Regions from separate parts of the Zea mays genome. Here region 2 is linked to region 1. The links are chromatin contacts, called in public Hi-C maps. All regions are on one chromosome and are shown on one strand. The core of a region is the stretch at or near the end of the contact, and the rest is flanking DNA. Distances in the headings are between cores, read along the strand shown. Region 1 holds the start of LOC100280234. Region 2 holds the start of LOC100216621.

What was found. A called contact is a pair of places that touch in the nucleus more often than the background predicts.
Region 2: a contact with region 1 is called in a Hi-C map of endosperm, with 2.5 times the contacts expected there. The contact joins the promoter of LOC100216621 here to the promoter of LOC100280234 in region 1. A contact is called at or near these places in 3 of 25 Hi-C or Micro-C datasets (endosperm and leaf).

What each region holds. Positions count from the first base shown.
Region 1 is chr3:28,968,288-28,972,063 of Zm-B73-REFERENCE-NAM-5.0, forward strand. It overlaps LOC100280234, which reads right to left and starts at 2,098. Exons shown (of 4, transcript NM_001320536.2): 1 at 1,909-2,098; 2 at 740-885. The coding sequence starts at 862.
Region 2 is chr3:29,128,359-29,132,134 of Zm-B73-REFERENCE-NAM-5.0, forward strand. It overlaps LOC100216621, which reads right to left and starts at 1,726. Exons shown (of 9, transcript NM_001317366.1): 1 at 1,432-1,726; 2 at 160-1,337; 3 at 1-44. The coding sequence starts at 1,105.

The sequences.
Region 1 (3,776 bases), core at 848-3,347:
CTGCTACCTGCAGGGCAAGCAAGTTATCATGCTGATTACTCTATGTGCTACTCCCTCTGTTTCAGATTATAGTTCACCTTTGCTTTGTCCTAAGCCAAACTTCTCTTTGAACAATGCATCAACATTTATAATTATAATAAGGAACTAGTTCCGTTAAAAGCTAGTCATAACTCCTGCCAGCACTTTTTTTTTAAAAAAAAACATTCACCTTGAAACATGTCTTGATAGGGCATGTATTTCAACTTGTCGATGTTGTCACACTTTTCTAAAAATTTGGTCAAAGTTAGATAAGTTTGACTTAGGACAAAGCTAAAGTGAACTATAATAGTTTAGACTAGAGGGAGTGTAGGTTTAAAAAAAAGTTCAACAAAATTGTTCACTCAAAATCCTAGACTCAGGTATCAGCAGGATCTTACAAGTAGGAATACATGTAAACCCCACATTTTGGATGTTTTTGTTTTTCGATTACAAGGACTGCACACGAGCACACACACCACCACATTGCGCAATCCCAAGGTTACAAACCCACAATTGTGCCTCCAATCACATAGATTTCAGATAGTTGGTAACTCTATGCATCAAAACATGAGATGAGATTCAGTACTAGACTGTAAGTGAATGGTACCAGCAAAATCATCGCAACTTACTAGACAAGGCAATGACTCAGAATAGGCGTTTGGATTACACAGAGATGAAAACCATGCGATGACATAATATATTATTAAAACATTCAACTCACCTTCACTTTCTTGACAAATCTGAGGGTTTCTTCGAATGTCAGCTGCTCTGGTTTCGATGTCAAGGCACCAAAAACCACCATCATTCTAGAATCTGCCCTGAACATCTCATTTGCTCTTGGCATTTTACCTCCCCTGCCTCTGAGATCTGAGCTGCAAAAGACGAAGAAATTACCATCATTAAAGGCATGTTACCACATCTTTCTCAGAAAATAAGCAGTCTCAACTAAGACCAACAAACAACTACATTACAATTTGCTTCTGAACTGTGTAAATAGAAAATCAGAACAGCAGCAGCTACCAGGAAGTGCCATTAGGCTTGTAACGAACGTTTTTTAATGTGATTGGCCAGAGCTAACAGATTAGAGTGGAATTTCAGTACATGCCAACCACAACACCAAACACAATAACAAAAGCACCAACCACGCCTGTTTTCCATTATGATGTAAAGGCAATCATTTCCATTTTTCAAAAATAAAAAAGTATTCCCCAAACAGAAAAAATGAAGCTCAGGCAAAACGTGTGAAGCAAGACATTTCGTTAGGATGAACCAATCAACTGACTGACAGAGCGTAGTGCCAAACAAGTGTTGGAAAAAAAACTCCAGCCAATAGCAGCCTTGAACATCTCAAGGAACAATTCAAAAGACTGAATGGTATAGCACGAGTTCAATAATCTGGAAGCAAGACGGATTTTGAACTAGAACGAATTGCAACCGATAATGGCGTATCGAGGAATGTCGAAACTAAAGAGCAGCAGCACACGCACTGAATCAATTCACGATAACAATGATGGCAACACTCTGTTGCCACTGCGGAAGAACAGTCGTGGCATCGAAAGGCATTGGGATACGATTCAGAAGGCGCAGGTTATATATCCCCAAACGGACCACAATCACAATTCACAACTGGATAAGGAAAAAAAACAGCCTTCGCACAACAGCTGGCAGACAGCTTGAACCAAATACTGAGACTACCTCACGAAACTAGAAGCCAAATGCAAACAACTGACAGATACCTTGAGCCAAGCACAAGGAAATGACAGTGCGTCAAGAAGCGCTACTCGAATCTGCGGGGCAGCAGCCCGCCAGCTCGCAACAGCAACAACTAGAATTCCCGTATTTAAGGATGGACAGGCAAAGATGGGGCGCAAGACAAAGGAAACAGCGCACCTGTTAGCAATCGATGGAGGTAATTAGGGTTCTGCGCTCGGCTCCCCTCCCCTCCCCTCCTCCTCCAATCTCAAGCTTGGAATATTCGAACGGCGGTGGAGTGGTGTTGTGTTGGTGGTGTCGAGAGGAGGAGGAGGAGGGGAAAGGCGAAAGCGGACGCGGAGGACGAAGCGTTGCGGCCGGCATCCTTCGACCCAGCGCACGTACAAAAAAGCGATTTTAGTCCATGACATGTAGACCCCTAGGTCGTGGGTCGGTGCTTGAGGCCACATGTCAGTGAAACTAAAAGCAGGAAAGTGGATATGAGATGGTGTGTGCGTGTTATTATGATTCTTATGATTATGAGATACGGTAGTCAACGAAAAGTTGGGGACAGGTCACTTGGATCATGGGCCTGGTAGCTCCACGACATTCGTGACAGGGACACGTACATCCCGGCCCAAGCTCAGAACGGGATGAGATTCGATGGCCCATAGTTTTGCTTAGTCGTGTTCCTTTGTTGCGCGGCCCGCGTGATCCAATAGACGGGATGGAAACACGGCCCATATATTCATAGAGACACTATAAGGGTGTCGCTATAATTTTTGTGCCGGTTAATTTTAAATTTTAAACAAGTTTATAATTATTTTTTAAAAAAGTAAAATAATATTTGTTATGCGACATTCGGGGACTACAGTCACTCCAGCTGTCAGCTAGGCCAGTCGTGATGACTTGGCAGGCACGGAGTTGCAAGACTCGCGGAGAGAGCGGAACAGGCTAGATTTTGGCTGACCAGAACTACAGAAGGGACATGTGTTGAACTATCAGAGAAGGTTTGATATGAGAGACTATTTTCAAAACATGTCCTAGAGGGATGAAAGTGGTAATCCGAACTATTAGAACAAATTTAATATTTTAAAATAGATATGCATAAAATTTAATGTTGATCTTTTCTTATGTTATTAAGCACATTAGTACACATATGAATAAAATATTACACAAATTGTTTTATGTATTATTTGCTCCCTACAACACGAAACGTTGAAAAAATTACCAAATTTATTTCCGAATCCATACCGAAGTTTATATCTATTATTTGAGAAAATATAGGATGAATTTGAGATTTACCTTTTATGAATCTTTATAAGCTGGATGTTAAAAACAAGAATACAAATTTGTATTGTAGATTATATATCCTATTTATTCGTAATCAAAGAAAAACGACTAAAAAACTGATTACCGAATAAATATCGTTTCCGACCGTTTTCATCCCTATCCCTAGTAGAACGCTCGCGTCCTCTCTGTCCTGCTGCTAAGCATCGTGTCCTTTTTTTAAAAGAAAAGAAGAGTATTACATATGCTTCACAAATTTACCGATCAACATAACCATCCACGTTGTGCATCAGGCTTCTATTTATTCATTTTCTCATTATTTAACTGTTGAAATGATCAAAGAAGATGCATGTCATTCATTCAATACCACTATTTTAACAATCAATTCATCGTTAGGAATTTTAAGTCATGAAATAGAAGAATGACGATCATCAAACTCTTCATACAAAATTTTACTCTTTAATTTCAAGACCAAGGACCTTTTCTACGCTAACAATTTGTCATGTTCCTTATAAATGAGATCTTGTTTTTCTTCTCATTTACAGAATCAATTAATTCATTAATTTTATCAATTTTATATCTATCTAAGCTCTTAAATAATTTGATATAATCTTCCTCATCATCACTAGAGGAAGTATACTTTGGTGTCATTTGGTGTCATTCTAGGATATACCTTTTTCTCCTTCGCCATTAAGCAAGTATGTCGTTAGTTGGGGAAGTGGGATTACTTGTGGAAGGTGATTGGTGGCGAGTCCCTCGTAGTCAGAGTCGGAGGA
Region 2 (3,776 bases), core at 476-2,975, 160 kb after region 1:
TGAATCTTTTGATTCAGGACTCCCAGCACTGAAATTCGTTTTAGCTGAATACCCCAAACAAGAAATGAGTTTTTGTTCAGTTCATCACTCAGGTACATATAAAGAATAACCTTATCTTCCCAGGCATGTAATTGCTGCATATGCACAGGATCAAATTACCTAGCACTTGTGTAGTAGTCGAGGCAGGCGAAGGCATTAAGAAGCCAGCATGGTATCCATGAACTCTCCTCCGTTTCTTCCTGTACCAAAATGCAGCTCCAACGAAGCTAATAAGCACAAGAATGGCAACGACTGCACCAATGCCTGCCTTTGCACCTGAAGACATTCCGCCACTGTCTACTGGGGAGCCGCTGCTCTGTGAGGCTGGACTAGACGACTTGTTTGAACCCCCAGTCGTTACCGGGCGAACTGGATCGGCTGCCATTGCTGGGGCTGGCACCGATGGAGTGCTACCAGAGCCTGGCGTTGTCGTCCCTGGAGGTGAGGGGCTAGAGGGAGTGGGGATCAAAGGATCTGCGGATGTCGGTGAGGGACTGCTCGTAGAGGGTTTGACAGGAATTCCAGAAGGTGGTGGTGCCAGGGGTGGAGGTTCTGTCTGAGGCGTTCTTGGTGGCCGGCGCCGTGGTGGAGGTGGCTGCGCTAATGTCGGCGGCGTTGGGTCAGCCGGCGGGTTGGGCGTTGGCAGAATGGTTGGGGGTGGCGACGCGGCCGCAGGGGGCCTTATATGTATAGGCGACGCCTTTGGCGGGGCAGCAGGTGTAGGTGGTGGGGGCACTGCAACCGGCGCCGGCGGCGAGGGTGGGGGCACTACGGCTGCTGGGGCGGGTGGCGGAGAGGCAACAAGTGGCGGTGGTGGCACGGCGTCTGGAGGAGGCGGAGGCAAGGAGGGCGGTGGAGAAGTGAGCTGTGGCGGTGGCGTGGATGCGGAGGGGACGGGGGGAGGCGCGACCGGCGACGAGGGAGGGTCGGCCGGGGTAGCATTGGGCTGCGTCACCGGGGCCGGGGAGGCCGGCGTGGGCGTGGTGGTTGCCGGTGACGGGGTTGCGCTGGAAGGCGGCAAGGGGGCCCTGATGGTGCCCGGGGAAGGCGAAGGTGAGGACGCCATTGGAGCCCAGCAGCAGGCTAGAAAGCACTACAGTGCCGGCTGTGACAGCTGAGCTGCTGCCTTGTTGGTGGGATTGGAGGAGAGAACCATGGCACACGCTGCAATCCAAGGGAGGATCGACCTGCCAACCCCGCGGATTCGCGCTTCAACCAATCGAAATTCCTCTTGGGCCTTTGGCGGTGAAGAAGAACGCGGAGGAGGTGAAAACTCACCTCCAGCAACACGCGCAGCACTGCATTCGCAAACAAAGATAGCCTCTCTTCAACACCAAAACCTGCTGGATGGAAAGAATTCAAACCATCTAGAAACTGAGCCAAGATCCCGACCTTGTTCCACGCGGATTCTGCTGCGAAGGAGAGGCTGCAAAGGAATGACGGAATTCCGAAAGAACAAGAGAATCTTGGGGAGGCCGGCCGGGAGCCCGGGACCAAGTCACCAAGATTAGCTTCAAGGCGGCGGACGCAGTGTGTCTGTCAGTCAGATCCAGTAGTAACGCGGCAGCATTGAAGGCAAAAGGAGGAGATAACCACAGGAACAGCGGGGAGAGCAGCAAACGAACAAGAAGGCAAGAAGGACCTCGCTCTCATGTCTCTCCCTTCTTTTTTTCCTGTCTTCGCCTCCTGCCCTGCTCAGCCCGAAATCCGACGCATGTGACTCTGGTGTTACTAGGATGGCAACGGCGTATCCATATCTATTAAAAAAAATCTAACTCATATATGTTCGCGGATATAAGATCTTACTCATACTCGTACCCGCACGGTCAATTTTACCTTGTCGATTAACCGTACCCACAGAAAAGTCTTAAATTCAGATATATCAATCCCTCAAAATATTAAATAAACATACAAAAACAAGTTCAACTTCACATAGAAAAATCATATGTTTACACAACTTGTTAGCTAGAGAAGAGTTTTATTTTAGCTAAGATAGGTTATATTAGATAGTTATAGTGATATTGATGCGGATAAATTTTATCCATGGGTAGACGGTTATAGGTAGTACCAACTCGTACCCGTACCCGTATACCAATGGCTATAGGTTCTTGCTCATTAATATACCTGCGGGTAGAGAAATCATTCCTTACCCACATTTATATCGGGTGAAACCCGTCGGGGTAGTCGGGTTCCAGGTACCATTGTCATCTCTAGGTTTTACCTTTCTTGCGTCCCGTCAGGGTGGGAATTTCAGATTTCCACCGGGTCTTGACTGGGCGAAGGTCTAACTACTCCTTTGGCAGGTGTTAGCTTCTTTGAAAACAGTTCCGGCTCATACTCTTCTAGCTCGTTGGCTTCTCTGAAGGAGGCGAAACTGTTTTACAATTCGCTTGTCAAAACAGTTTCTCCCGTGTTTTTTCGAATGGCGTATTAAGGAGAACGCAGGAGCCGGTCGTATTAAGGAGAACGTAGGAGCCGGTAGAAGCCATATTTTTTATGCTCTGGCTCCTAGCAATAAAACGGCTCTGGCTCTCGAATGGCTCGACGAGAAGCCATTTTTTGACCGTTTGGTAGAGCTTCACGATGACCCGAACTGGAGCCGCTTGAAAGAGTCGTGCCAAAGGGGCCTAAGTTATAGGTATACATTTGTGTTGTACCTAATAGGCCGGTCCAAAGCATACAATTTCGGGCACGACCTAAGCCTGACATGTTCCAATCTATTTTTGGGCCTAGGTCGTCACGACCCAATCTATGAGCCGTGCCTGGGCCTCTATTTAAGTCCACGAGTCAGCCTAGCACAACCCATTTAACTAAGGCCCATCAAATCCCACTAAACATAGACTTAGTATTAACTAAGGTTTATCAAAGCCCACGGGACCAGCACAGCTTGGATAATCCAAAGCTTCAACTGGCCTTCGTGAGTAGTACCTAGATGGGGGATAGTGATGATGATCATTGTATATACATTTCGAATGGGTGTATAGTACTCGACTAAACACTGAACAGAAAACTGAATATTATTATTGAGCCAATTGTACTCTTTTTTCTTTCTGACCAAAGGTTTTTAATGTGGCAGCCACAAAACAACTTAGTTTTATTTTAGTCATATATATTCTGTACTTTTTGATTATGTATTACTGTTGCATGTATATGGGTTGGTCTGGCACACTAAGACATTCTAGGCTATTTGGGTCGACCTGAAACACATAACTAATTGTGGCCCGTGCTATAGGCCGATGGGTGGGCCTAAGTGCTGGTACGACACAACCCATAATTGGGGTGTGCTTTTGAGGGTCGTGTCTTTATGGTCCTGTGTCGGGTTAGGCTGACCCACATGTACAGGTATAGTCTAATGGTCTGTTTGGTTGGGCTGTGATTGTGAAAAAAGTTGTTGTGGGCTGTGAGTTGTGGAAAAAGTTGTTGTGGGCTGTGAGCTGTTAAAAAGCTAAAAACTGTTTAGTGGAAACCACTAAAAGCAGTTAAAAGTTCTTCGATATATGTTTTCATAGTTCCATCCGAAAGTCACTAAAAGAAGGTTCAGAGGTGCTTTCAGTTTTGCACTACGAGAAAGTCGGCTTTTAGAAAAAGCTGCTTTCTGGATCCAACCATTTTGTTTGGCTTTGGCTTTTAGGGGCAAAATATAAAGCCAAAAGTCAAATCAAACACACCCTTATGTCATCCACTCTACTATGGCAAAAAGACATGGTGAACTTATCTTGATCAAAATGTTTTTTTTA